Regions from separate parts of the Triticum aestivum genome. Here region 1 is linked to region 2. Evidence: chromatin contacts called from public Hi-C data. All regions are on one chromosome and are shown on one strand. The core of a region is the stretch at or near the end of the contact, and the rest is flanking DNA. Distances in the headings are between cores, read along the strand shown.

Region 1 (7,157 bases), core at 693-3,192, 370 kb after region 2:
CTCCCGATAATAAAAAGCTTGATCCTCCAGAATGGCTTGTGAAGGCAATGGAAGAAACGAATCTGCATGAGTAGTCACCTCAATTATGGAATACATAAACCACTATGTTAAAACATTTAGTTGTGAAACTACAACAACTGGGATAATGATTTAAAAAAAAATCATGGCTGTGTAGATATGGTAGGAACTTGAACTGTAAAAAATGAAGAAAAAGATACACTGTGAACTGAACATACTCTGTATGTCCAAGGCAAAAGCTCTGTATTTCAGGAGCCCCTTTTATGGGATTCTTTGGAAATGATGTAACCTGCAAAAACAATTACATGAGTAAGCAAATAACTCAGAACTGTCCCACCAAGGCAACTACTTTGAAGTACAGAAGTCCCATACTCGGATTTTGAAGTCCCGGTCAGCAGTGGCAATGAAGCGTCCATCCGGTGAGAATTTCTACATTATCAAATAAATTATATAAGTAAGCATGGTTATATCGACATGAACAGAAAAAATTATTGAAGTGTGACACAGTGACAATCTGACAGACTACAATAGATTTGTCAACAGGTTTACTAATTAATAGAATATGAAATGGAGGAGGCACAGATAAATCACACATGGTGCATAAGGTGAAAATTTGTCCATACCATGCTAGTAATAATACTGCAGTAGTGACCATAAAGTGAGACAGGTTTGTTATCAGATGACACCTGCCCTCCACCATGTTCCCCCACAGTAACTAACCAAATGACACCAAATTTATCTGCAAATGTCACATACAGGCCATCTTTGCTAATAGCAACTGCGCTAACCCTCTTTTCAGAAGTTCTGCAGAAGTGAAAATATTGCAAAATAAATCATATGCATGCTCAACAAATTTAGTAGTGTTAACAAGAGCACAATAATAAACATATGCACTCTTCAAATACCAAGTTCATTGCAGTTATCAACTGAATACATGCAAAATAAAAGGCTACTAAGATAAGGAGAGGGTTCTCATACAGACACACACCATATAACAGAACGACACTTTATTGACTGAATATGTGCAAAATAACAGGTCCACTATTTGGTGTCTTCATCGTGTTAGCAAGATTGAGAAAAAAAAAAGCAGCACTCACATAGTCTGGATGCAGCGCCATGAGTCAGTCTTCCAGATCTTCACAAGCTTATCATCACCGGCAGATGCGAACAAGGCACCATCAGCACTAAACGAAATTGCTCTAATAGCATCCGAATGAGAACAACCACCAGAATCATCTGACAATGAAACTGCACAGCCGCCCCTGGACGCACAAAACAAATCATCATTCGCATTGCTCATCAAGCAAATTGCATTAAAAATAAAACTTTACAATGAGAAGTATGTATGTGTATTAGACAGTACAAAACTATGCACCCGAGCTTTTACAAAATAGACAGCAGAAACGTTTTACACATCTAAAATTCAGTAGCCATTCTTCCACACATAAGACATCTGAATCCAAACTACTGTCGGTACAAGATAAGCACCTAGCTCGGCTCAAGAGCGCATTACCCCCAATCTCCACCAAAATCTAGCGGTACTGTGGTCTAAACACGAACTTCACTACACACAGGACCCCAGGTTATGCAGGAAGCCCCACCGGACGCGAAGAGATCAATCCTTACTTGAGATCGAACACGCGGAGCTCGGGCCCGACGGCGACGGCGACGGAGTTGCCGAGCGGGTGGGCGGCGACGAGCGCCGGCGCGAACTCGCCGGCGCCGCTCACCTCCGCCTCCTCCACCGCGGCGTCCTCCATGGCGGCAAGCAGCGGAGAGCGTGGATTTGCTGTCGGGTTCGAATCGAGCGCGAGGAGCGGGAGGCGGGGAGGGAGCTCGGGAGTGGGGAAATTGCTAGGGTTTATGGCCGGCTCTTCGTGGGACCCGGTGGCCAGTGTAGTTCTATTTTTCTCTTTCTGAGGGAAACGTTAGAGAGTGTGTGGATTGAAGATGTTGAACCTCGGGATGTTGATCGAGCCCAGAGCCCATAATTTACTGGGCCTCGCCAATGGCAGGCAAGGCCTAGTGGAGAATCTTGGGCATGCTTAGTTGAATGCGAGTTGGCGGATCCTATTTAGCGCTGCAGGCGCCGGATACTAGTATTTTTGCAAACAGGCATTTGAACGAAATCATTAATTGAGGAGTACTCATTGGAAAGATCACTCCCATCTTTTCAGGTTGTGACAAGTGGCACGTTACATGTGCGCCACTTGTCGCAACCTGGGAGTTTTTCTTTTTTTTCGTAGATCCGTTTATTCAAAATGTTTTATCTATTAAATCGTGTGTCCAAATCACGAACCGTTTTCACCGTTGGATTCATCGCGTTGAGATCTTCAAAACTAGATCCCAGGTTGATAGGTTTTGACGAACTTTTTTTCATGAAAAAAACGGAGGAAAAAACCAAACCGGGAGCACGGGTTTTTTCCCTTTCCGAAGAGGCCCGTGCCTCTCGCGAAATCACAAACGTGCCTCTCGCGAAAGCAAAATCGTGCCTATAATGAAAGCAAAAAAGAATAGAAAACACGTTTTTTCGTTTCCGAGGAGGCACGGCCGTGCCTCTCGCGAAAGCACACCCGTGCCTCTAGTGGAACCAAAACCATGCCTCCCGTGGAAGAAAAAAAACATAAAAGACGTTTTTTTCGTTTCCGAGAGGCACGGCCGTGACTCTCGCGAAATCAAAACTGTGACTCTCGTGGAAAAACACGTTTTTTCGCGTAATTTTTTTATCCAAAAGCTAAGGAAGACCGTTGGAAAACCGAAACGTTGAAAAAACCAGGAAAAAATCGTTTAAAAAGCCGGAAACGTGTGCGAAAAATAAAAATAAAAACAAAATCTGGAGGAAGCGACTAAAGCGCGACACGTGGCTGGCGGCTGACCGCTGATCGTTGTTGTTGGAAATATGCCCTAGAGGCAATAATAAAATGGTTATTATTATATTTCCTTATTCATGATAATTGTCTATTGTTCGTGCTATAATTGTATTAACTGGAAACCGTAATACATGTGTGAATACATAGACCACAACATGTCCCTAGTAAGCCTCTAGTTGACTAGCTCGTTGATCAATAGATGGTTATGGTTTCCTGACCATGGACATTGGATGTCATTGATAACGGGATCACATCATTAGGAGAATGATGTGATGGACAAGACCCAATCCTAAGCATAGCACAAGATCGTGTACTTCGTTTGCTAAGAGCTTTTCTAATGTCAAGTATCGTTTCTTTAGACCATGAGATTGTGCAACTCCCGGATACTGTAGGAATGCTTTGGGTGTACCAAACGTTACAACGTAACTGGGTGGCTATAAAGGTGCACTACAGGCATCTCCGAAAGTGTCTGTTGGGTTGGCACGAATCAAGACTGGGATTTGTCACTCCGTATGACGGAGAGGTATCTCTGGGCCCACTCGGTAATGCATCATCATAATGAGCTCAATGTGACTAATGAGTTAGCCACGGGATCATGTGTTACGGAACGAGTAAAGAGACTTGCCGGTAACGAGATTGAACGAGGTATTGGGATACCGACGATCGAATCTCGGGCAAGTAACATACCGATAGACAAAGGGAATTGTATACGGGATTGATTGAATCCCGACATCGTGGTTCATCCGATGAGATCATCGTGGAACATGTGGGAGCCAATATGGGTATCCAGATCCCGCTATTGGTTATTGGCCGGAGAGGTGTCTCGGTCATGTCTGCATGGTTCTCGAACCCGTAGGTTCGGTGACGCTAGAGTTGTTATGGGAAATAGTATGTGGTTACCGAAGGTTGTTCGGAGTCCCGGATGAGATCCCGAACATGACGAGGAGCTCCGGAATGGTCCGGAGGTGAAGATCGGTATATTGGACGAAGGGTATTGGAGTCCGGAATTGTTCCGGGGGTACCAGGCTATAGCCAGCATGTCCGAAAGGGGTTTCGGAGGCCCCGGCAAGCGTTGGGGGGCCTTATGGGCCAAGGGGGAGGGGCAAACCAGCCCACTAAGGGGCTGTGCGCCCCTCCCAACCATTCTCACGTAACCAGGAGAGGTGGGGGCGCCACCCCTAGGGCAGCCGCCCTTCCCGGCTTGGGGGGCAAGTTTCCTAGGGGGTGGGGGCGCCCAAACCCATCTAGGGTTTCCCCTGGCCGCCGCCTCCTCCTCTAGATCCATCTAGAGGGGCCGGCCCCCTCTCCCCTTCCCCCTATATATAGTGAGGGGGTGGGAGGGCAGCCATACCCTTCCCTTGGCGCAGCCCCTTCCTCCTCATACATCTTCTCCTCCTCCGTAGTGCTTGGCGAAGCCCTGCCGGAGAACCACGAGCTCCATTGCCACCACGCCGTCGTGCTGCTGGAGTTCTCCCTCAACTTCTCCTCTCCCCTTGCTGGATCAAGAAGGAGGAGACGTCCCCGGGCTGTACGTGTGTTGAACGCGGAGGCGCCGTCCGTTCGGTGCTAGATCGGATGTTCCGCGATTTGAATCGCCGCGAGTACGACTCCATCAACCGCGTTCTTGTAACGCTTCCGCTTAGTGATCTTCAAGGGTATGAAGATGAATTCCCTCTCTCTCGTTGCTAGCATCTCCTAGATTGATCTTGGTGACATGTAGGAAAATTTTGAATTATTGCTACGTTCCCTAACAGTTGTGAGGCTCCCGAAGGAGCGCTCGTCAACTAGTTGCTCCCGCGTTTGAAGCTGCTCCTTCACGCGCCACTTCCTCTTCAAGCTGAGCTGGCCCACTAACTATTTTTTCTTTCTGTTTTAAAACAGAAAAGGTGTGCCCGATGGGATTGAGCCTGCGATTTGTACTCCAGATATAAACGACCTAACCACCAGGACACCACAACACTTGTGGCTAGGGACTTCTTTTTTCTTTTTATTCTTTCCACCGTTCATGGAAGCCCCCATACTGCGAAGCTTTTAAGCCTTTTTTTCTTTTTTCATTCCATTTTTAATCTTGGACCGTTTTTTTTTGTCATTTTTTCTTTCTTTTTCCTTTTTTCTTTATATTATTTTCTAAATGCATGAACTTTTCAAAAATCGATGAACTTTTCTTCAAATTAAATGAACATTTTTTAAACTTGATGAAGTTTTTTCAAATTCATTGATTTTTTTAAAAAATCAATGAACTTTTTCTCGAGTTCAATGAATTTTTTCCGATTTCAATGATTTTTTTTAAATGATAAAATATTTTTCAAATTCTATGAACTTTTATCCAAAATGATGAACTTCTTTTATATCAAATTTGATGAATTTGTTTTTCTCAAATTCATTGAATTTTCATTTCTTTCCAAATCTATGAACTTTTTTTGATTTTGATGAATTCTTTCTCAAAATTGATGATTTGTTTTCAAATTCGATTTTTTTAAATCAATCAATGAACTTAAAAATATATTTTCCTATTTTTACAAAAGTAAAAAATGGTTGACTTTTGGTCAAGAGCTGACTGGTAATGCTGACCAATTAACCTGATTATTTTTAGACACCAATGACCCTTTGTTGACCCGAGCGATCTGAATGATCGATGAAACAACAAGCGAGCAACCGCAAGGGACCATCGATCCTTGTTGGGCCAGGCCCTGAGACGCTCACTGTCAGCGCCAGGAAGCTGTTCGCATGCTTAAGGCGCCAAACAGGAGCTCCCCTAAGAGTTTGCTAGTTTTGACAAATCATTTTTTTTGCAAGAAGACAAATCAATATTTAGCAAAACTAAAAGTTTTCCAACATTTGGCAATTTAACTTGATGGCATATAAACATTGGGAGCCAGCCACATGATGCCCACACCACTCGAGCGATGGGACATTTTTTTCTATTTAATTTTTCTTTCGTTCTCATTTAATATTTCTTATATTGATTCTTGTATTTATTTGTCTGTTCATTTCCTTTGTGATATTATATTTTTTCTCCATTTTCCTTTTTGTTTGTTGTTTTACTTTATATGACTAGTTTGATTTAAGTTATCTATTTTTATTTCTTGATCTAATTTCCCTATCCTTCAGATACATGAACATTATTTCTAGATAAACAAACAGTTGTTTTGACATTTGCGAACATTTTTAAGTAAAGAAATGATTACTCTCAAATAACTTAATGTTTTTAAAATACACTACATTTTTTGGGTGTTGTGGATTTTTTTTGGAAAAATGAACAATTTAAACATATATTAGATGAAAGGTAGGTTGATATGTCACCAATTTTTTTTTGTGATTTTACTGAAGTTATTCCTAAAAGTAGGCTAAAGATGTTTTAGATGTTGGACTTCTTTTAGCACACATATATTTTTTCGGAGTTGGTGAAACGTATTTGAGGAAAAACTTATTATATGAAGTGTAGTTTAGATAGTATATCATAGACTCACTTTGTAATCAAACACAATTTACAAATCATTCTTTTTAATTTGTAAAAATATAAACTTAGATAGATATATTTTTTGGTTGGCATGCACATGTATATTATAATTTTAGAATAAAGCAAACCCATTTTTTATTCTACAGATTCTAAATCAAGACATGTACTGTAAGCCAGGTCCACCGCCACCCCATGTGTATGGTGTGTTCTACTGCTGTGTTTTTCACCCGAAGATTGGAAGAATGTTGGGAGGCAAATGTGAAGATATAGACCATTTCTTCAATGATAAGAAAATACTTTGACTAACAGGGACATTTATCAATTGATTTTTTTTCATTTTAATTGACCCAAAATACTGTATTTAGTTAAGAAATGTGCAAAGTAGTGTGGTGTGATAAAGAATTGAGTGTTAAGTTTTCTTTCAGAATATGAGAGTGAAGTTTTCAACCTGTTTTATTGCTCAAAAGTAGGCTTCTTTTTTCGCATGGTTACATCGGACTTTGAGATGGGAATATGTACAGAGAAACTAGAGAATACCCCACGTGTTGCTGCGGGAATTGGTGGATAAAAACTTGGGTTGATAACGTGAGAATGAAAATTAAATATACATATATGAATTAATATATTTTATTATGTATAGTTGTAAAATATTTATTGAATATAAGTAGAATAATTGAATGGAAAACATTTTCCCATGCATGGTTGAATGTCGTGGTGGGTTTTTTCCCATGCATAATTGCATGTTGAGGTGAACCTTATCCCCTTCATAATTCTATGATGAGGTGACAGGGTTGCATGTTGAGATAAAT
Region 2 (7,331 bases), core at 2,467-4,966:
CGTGATATTTACTACTGTTTCATCCTACCAATACTGAGTAGTTACATCGTCTTACTCTTACTGTACAAAGGATTAAATTTACTATCCATGTGGGAAAAAAAATCAATTTCATAACTAGTGTATTATCCTGGCAGAGGAACATAAGTGGCAAGCTTAATACAATTCAATTTGACAACTATCATATGTGTTGAAGACATTACATGCTGGATACATTAACAATCATCAGAAATTACGTGAGTTTTGGTTAAATTACCGTAACCACATCATCAGTAGCTTCAAGCAATCGCTGAATAATAGGGACAACAGCTGGGTCACCACAAACATGAAGCTCATCTGAACAAAGCCCCAGAAGTGCACGTGTAAATGAACAACCCCTTGTTCTACAGCCAACCATCTACTACGTCAAAGCAAATGAAAAAAGAATTATGAGGAACATTCCAAACAATATTTCGTTGACAGTTGAAGGTACGGTTAGTTGGATGGTTTATTGAAAAAAATAGCTTGATAGGTCTCAACTTTCTCATCTGTAAATATCAATAGACACTAGTTTAAATAATAATAATACAGTACAAATATACATTTTCCTAGCGAGTGCACAAAATGTGGATCACTACATACCTGAATTTCATCAATAACAGCGCACTGATACTCAGTCGTCACATCAGCCATCTCAACCGTCACTGAGCTATGCTTTGCACCTTCAATTTCTTCCCTTTCTTGTCCAGTAATCAAGTTACACGGGACACTAGCTTTGTTTAATCTTTCTGCTACCTCCCGTGCTAACAATCTTAGAGGTCCACAGTACACACCTACATCATTTGGTTAGAAATAAGAGCAGTCATTTAAACTGTATGCTCTTTCAGTTTGACTGGGTAGATCAAAACAGTACCTGAAGAGCTTGCTTCTAATCGTTTGAGGGCATTATGTGTTTTCCCACTGTTTGTAGGACCAACATGCAAAAATACATTGCGCTTCTTTTCTCGGGCATTCGGATACCATAAATGAGGATGCCTGTTACTCAAGATAGCACAGAACTTAATTCAAGTCTTTATGGGACAATGAGGAAAACAGTGTTTACACCATATCTTGGCATGTAATTAATCTCGAAAAGTTAAATTGCACTTTGGTGTGATGATTGCTTAGGCTAATTAAACGAACTAAAATAGCATGTGCACTTGTGCAGCACTGTTGTGTCACATATTTGAAACAAGAATAATATTGCCTCCTTTTGTTTTCACTTAATTAGATGAACCATACTGTATACCAGCATCCCACACTAGACAATTGTTTTAAGCAGACAAGAAATGGATTCCCTTGAAGATATAGTACATTGGTACATAATGCACACATTATACACTGGCAAGAATATGTAGAGGAAACTTGGATATTAGGTAGTGAAAGGGGAACGAAATGTATTCTTACGTCATATCAGTGAAATCGAACTTCCCAGAGTTGTGGTTGCCCCTCCAAAAATTTAAATTGGCAGAATTGACCAAGGGATGTAGATCAGAATCGGAGAGAAGGCAACGGATATAAACATCTGTAGACAAAAGGTGTTACAAAAAAAAATCTTAGCACAATGGACCAACCTACCAAAGTTTTGGCACCATAAAGCATATTGCAGAGACTAACAGTCCACATTGGTAATAACAATGCAAGTGACTAACACACTGTGGCGAGCGCCACTCCTGACTCTGCTTTTTCTACGTAGCATGGTAAGGAGAAGCTGCACGTGCGACTGATAGCTCTCGGGGTCCAATGTGCTTACAGAAGTGAATAATATTGTTCAAATCACAACAGACTAGGTTTCCATAGATGACATATTCACCCCAAAAAGAACTGCTTCCATTGGGTTAAGCAATAATATCATAACCCCATAAAGGTTATAGCCCCTACATTCAAGACGAAAGTTTCCAAGATGAACTCTGTCCATTATTTTCAATATGAATATGTTGGCAAGATAAATTAAGATAACCAAAGTGTAAAGTATCGAGTTAGCTTGGCCCGGCTCTTTAACATAACGAGTTGAGACATGAACTCAGGTCTGCTCGCTTAACTCACGAGCTAACTCTGTACTTGTTAAGCTCATTACACAGGTTAACAGCAGAATATGCATACATTAAATCTGACCATCTCAGTACAAAAAGCACATATCTATACACAACATGCATGGATGCTTATGTATGCCACTGTAAACATGAAGTACAAGAAAACAATTTTCCCCAATGTAACAAACAGAAAAATCTGAGGGAAAAAAACGAGTTCAAACTAATGGTAAAATTAAAAGAAGTTCAATGCAACGCTTTCTCGGACGTCTATTTTGCAACCGAGAAGTACTCTACATAAAGATAAATCTGTAGCTATACTCTATCCATCAGAACAATACCCAGCCACAATCCCCCTTCCAAAAGTGAAAACAAATTTTTACTAGGTATATTCCCCTCGCGTAGGTTCAGTCCATCATCAGATAGAGCGATTCAGAAAGAAACGTCGGCTCGTCCATGGAGTTCGTCCGCCTCCACCGCCAGTGCTGGGCGTCGGCCGTCGGTGGCCTGATAGCTTATCCTAAGTTCTGAACTACAGACCTTCTCCCCCGAGACCTCGATCCCCTTCTGACCTCCATCTCCGCTCTCGGCTGGTGGTTGGAGTGGATGCATGCGGCATGCCCATGGCTCACCGACCAAATCTGCCCACACCGGCAAGCCACGCGCCGGCGTCCGCGGCTTCTCCGCGTTTGAAGCCACACCGCCAGCACAAGGCACGCCCATGCCGGCAGTGCACGCCGAATCCGAGGTCATAGCCCACTCGCCCTGGACCCTGGTGTTGGTTAAGCATGTTCAGTACACCCAAGTTGATTGACTGAAATTTTGATGTCCACTCCCAGTAGTGTTCACCCCATCTATTACGGCTGTGGTGTGTGCTTGAAACAGCAGAGGATGCAGTCATTTTTTAAAAGAAAAGGGGATGAGGAAATTGTTGAATCTCCATCAGCTCCAGATGTTCTAGCATTGCTTGTCATTGGGGGTGGTCTTTTCTGTTGGAGCACCAAAATTAACTTACCACAGTTGCCCAGGTTTGTGTGAACTTGTCATATCTGATTTATTCGTGCCATCGTGTGAACAATGATATATATCCCTTATATTGTGTGTATGACATGGTCAATTGGTCATGTCTAATTATCCCATTCTATTCTATGATTTAGTGCCTTTTCTTCCATTTCCCCAGACAATTGACACATTGGCTGACCCGATCGGCGACACTATAACGCCGCATATCGCCCGCCCAGCCTCTGGCATTCCGCCGAACACACACCGTGCACGTGCGCCGGCGGACATTGACAGCAGCTCACGAAACATCATGGACGGACCACGCGCAGGAGTACAGACAGGACGCCCAGGAACCCAACAAGCCGTTCAAGAAAGCGGGCACTGACCATGGCGGCACGACGACGAGAGCGCCCCCCGGCGCAGGAGCGCGGCAACCGCCATTTCGCCGTACGCTCCCCTCGATGGCACAATTCAGATGGCGGGGCACCAGAACCAGCTCCGCGACGAGGGGGGGTGAGGGGAATGCGCACTTACGTGCGGAGCACGGCACGTGGGGTTGGGTGGGGTGGAAGACGGAGGCGGCCGTGGCTTTCGCCGGGAAGCGAGGCGGCGTGGGAGGCGGAGATGCCGCTCGCGGTCGCTGGTCAAGACGGTTCGTCGCGTGGTCGCCAAGGCCGGAATATTCCGCCCCATCCGCATCTCGCTCGGCCCATTTTGCTTCCGAGGTGGGTTTCAGGCCCAACTCCTCCTCCAGCCCGTATCCGAGTCGAGCCCACCTTACGAGCGTCCCAGTCCATATCGAACCGGGCGGGCTCCCTTCGCGGCCCGGACACGCAACCCCATCGGCTTCGTTCCTCTTTCGCTTTCGTCTTCCTCTCCACCCAAGTCAGTCGCCCTCGCCGCGGCGCCCCGCACCGCCGGGCACGCCACCTCCGCCGCCGACGCCGCCGACGGGATCGACGCGAGCATGTGAGCTTTCCTCGAACTAAGCAGCAAATCTCGTGATTCCTCCGTCGTTTGCTTAAGGGTTGGCGGTGCAGGACGCAGGCGGAGGCAGATGCCGGCAAGGCGGCCATCCAGCGCGCGCTGCGGGCGCTGCGGCAGCGGCATCTCGTCGAGGAGGGGGCCCACCGCCCCGCCATCGAGGCGCTCAACCGGCCCTTCGCCGCCCACGTAAGTACCAATCTCTATCCCCTTCTTACTGATCTTGCGAGCTTGGATCGAATCGGGCCAATTTGACTTCACCAGTGAACACGCATTCGAGCCACATAAAGTCTCAAAAAGAATGTGCTGATGGGATCGGCTGTGTGAAGTTGATTGTTCCTCTCTCGCGGTGAAACAGTGACTGCTGCTCAAGTAGGAGTGGCACAATCACAATGTCGAATAGTTTCACTGAGTAATCCACGAAAATAAGTATTAATCCTTGCGTTTGGAGCTTCTTTGGTGCCTTCTGCGTGTAGTGACTGGTTTGCTGACCCTCTTTGTAGGCTTTGGAGTGGAAAGAGAAGGCCGAGAAGAACGAGTTGGAGCTGCAGCAGTGCTACAAGGCTCAATCCCGGTTGTCTGAGCAGCTCGTTTCCGAGATAAACGAGGCGAAAACGTCCAAAGCGCTGCTCAAAGAGAAGGAGGCACTGATTACGGCTTTGCAGAGTGAACTTCAGCAGACTAGGTATTGAATGTGATGGATAGTTTTGCTGCTGTGTTTAATTGAGTATGAACATTGCCGTTGATGTCCGGATGAAACTTTTGCAGCGAAGAGAACGTACAGCTAAAACAGTCACTTGAAGAGAAGACAAACGCTTTAGATCTTCTCGTTCAGGAGCACCAGGCGGCTAAAGCCGAACTTGAACGGGTGCTAACAAAACTTAAAGCTGTGGAGCATGAGAACACACAGCTGGTTGAGCGATTGATGCAAGCGAAGATGGTGGAGGCAGAGAAGCTTAATGAGGTACCCTGTTGTCTCCTTTTACTATTGCTAAGACTTCACCATTCCTGTACAAACTATCGCAAATTGAAGATTGTAAGAAACTGTTAGGCCCACTAATATGATACAGAAAAATAATAATCTTCTCACCTGTTAGCAATGCATCAATCGCCCGACCAGTGGATCTACGATGAGATACCTTAAGTGCCAGCATGCTTAATTGCGTATCATGACATAACACAAGGGACTTGCTGTACTATATTTGGTGATCGTTTGCTTCAGTCTCAGTTTTTATTGTTAAAATACTTCAGCTCTTTAAGTTTACAAGATAACAGTAGTGATCCTTTCATCCGTAAAACTTTGACTCTTTTTGGAATTGTATGTAATGTTGAAACACTTTTCGCTTCTTGACAAGAGTGGGAATAGAAGAGCTAAATGCTTACTGATTTATGGTTGTGTTAGCTGTCAGGGATGCTTTATTTATCAGTATGTTTTACATAGATAACTGTGCCCATAATATTTGTATGTACTAAAAAAGTGCTGCTTTAACTGGTGTGGAAAAAATTGTTCAGGCCAATGCGATGTATGAGGAGATGGTCCTAAAGCTAAAGGCAGCTGGGCTTGGCGCTGGCGGAATACAACACCATGCACAACAAGAAGCTGATGGCGTCATTCGGCGATCCGAAGCTGGGTATGTTGACATCATGGAAACACCAATCCCATCTACATGCAGGATCACCATCCGTGCTCATGATGGTGGGTGTGGATCTATAATATTCCAGAATAACACAGATAAGCTAATCAGTGGTGGCCAGGATCAAACTGTCAAGATATGGTCTGCGCATACTGGTGCTTTAACCTCCACTCTGCAGGGTTGCTTGGGGACTGTCAACGATCTTGCTGTGACCAACGATAACAAGTTTGTAATTGCCGCCTGTAGCTCTAACAAGTTGTTTGTATGGGAAGTTAATGGGGGGCGTCCTCGTCACACTCTGACTGGCCACACAAAAAATGTCTGTTCTGTAGACGCAAGCTGGGTGAAAAGTTTGGTCATTGCTAGTTCATCCAATGACCGCACTATCAAGATCTGGGATCTCCAGACTGGCTTCTGTAAAAGCACCATAATGTCAGCAAGCAATCCCAATACACTAGCTTTCATCCATGGCGATGCCATTTGCTCAGGTCATAGGGATGGAAGCCTAAAGTTCCATGATATCCGCAGTGGAAAATGTTTTGCCACGGTAGCAGCTCATATTGATGTCAGCTCGATCTGTGTAACCCGGAGCAAAAACCATGTTCTTTCAAGTGGGAGAGAGGGCGTGCACAAGCTTTTTGATGTTAGAATGCCGACGGAGGTAGTGGAGATTTGTGGAACATTCAGGGCCCCGAGTAACAGATTGGTTGGCAGCTGGGGCAGAGCTTGTATAAGCCCGGATGAGAACTGCATAGCGTCTGGCTCCTCTGATGGGTCTGTTTGCATATGGTCGAGATCGAAGAACGAGGGGCCGACCATCCTAGAGGGCCACTCATTGCCGGTTGTTACAAGTGCATGGTCTGAGTTTGGACCTCTTGCCACCGCCGACAAGAATCATATTCATATATGGGCTTGAGACCCGTGTTTCCTTCGGTCATTCAAACCAGGATGTGGAGGGTTTCGCTTCAATATGGTATTGTTCCATTCTTGAGGACACTCGTTTGCATGTAAATGACTTAGTTAGTGTCTAATTCAATTGTAATTATGAAAACTGACAGCACGGTACGGTCATCTGCTTTCCTCTCTGTATGTTTTTAGGGGATTTCTGTCATCTGTTGCTGGTAAAATGATGGGTTTGCGAGTTCTTCGACACAATTCAAGTTTCTGTAGGGTTTAACATGTGCATTTGCTGACACCTGTGGGTTCTTATCTCTTATGGCAAATTAGTGGGTGTAACCCTTTCGGGGCAGCAAAGCTTGGCCACATCGAGGAAGATGGCATTGGCTTTTTTTCTGGTTACATGCTCCCTCCAAACCGAGTGAGTAGATTGCATATGAATACACTATTTTTAACTCAGTTGTTGTCTTTGTATGGGGGCTTCATTCAGTCTTGCCAGGTTGAGCTTGATTGAGATTTGGCAGACTAAGATGGGATGGTCTTAGGTACAATGTTTCATTTTGTCAGATGCATGATGATGAACCAGAGCAAGCTTTGAATACTGAACAGTTCTGTTTTTGTTTTTGTGAGCAGTGCTAGGTCAGGCGTCGGTTGGGCTCAAGATCTGGTTCTGTTCATTCCTCTAAAATCAGAGTATAATATCTATCAGAGGGTTGCGTTGTGGATGGTGCAGGAGGCCGTATGTCTGTCAAACAACTGCAACTTGAGT

The links. Hi-C and Micro-C count contacts between places; a contact is called where the count stands out from the background.
Region 1: a contact with region 2 is called in a Hi-C map of leaf, with 8 times the contacts expected there. The contact joins the promoter of LOC123122806 here to the promoter of LOC123122802 in region 2. A contact is called at or near these places in 3 of 5 Hi-C or Micro-C datasets (leaf and an unstated tissue) and 1 of 1 datasets of contacts at active chromatin or transcription factors (leaf).

Annotation. Positions count from the first base shown.
Region 1 is chr5D:465,358,529-465,365,685 of IWGSC CS RefSeq v2.1, forward strand. LOC123122806 (tRNA (guanine-N(7)-)-methyltransferase non-catalytic subunit wdr4) reads right to left here and starts at 1,943. Exons shown (of 10, transcript XM_044543149.1): 1 at 1,645-1,943; 2 at 1,116-1,280; 3 at 642-822; 4 at 391-447; 5 at 237-307; 6 at 1-62. The coding sequence starts at 1,778.
Region 2 is chr5D:464,986,399-464,993,729 of IWGSC CS RefSeq v2.1, forward strand. LOC123122802 (ATP-dependent RNA helicase SUV3, mitochondrial) reads right to left here and starts at 3,717. Exons shown (of 17, transcript XM_044543144.1): 1 at 3,434-3,717; 2 at 1,423-1,540; 3 at 890-1,011; 4 at 619-809; 5 at 254-394. The coding sequence starts at 3,488. It also overlaps the pseudogene LOC123122801.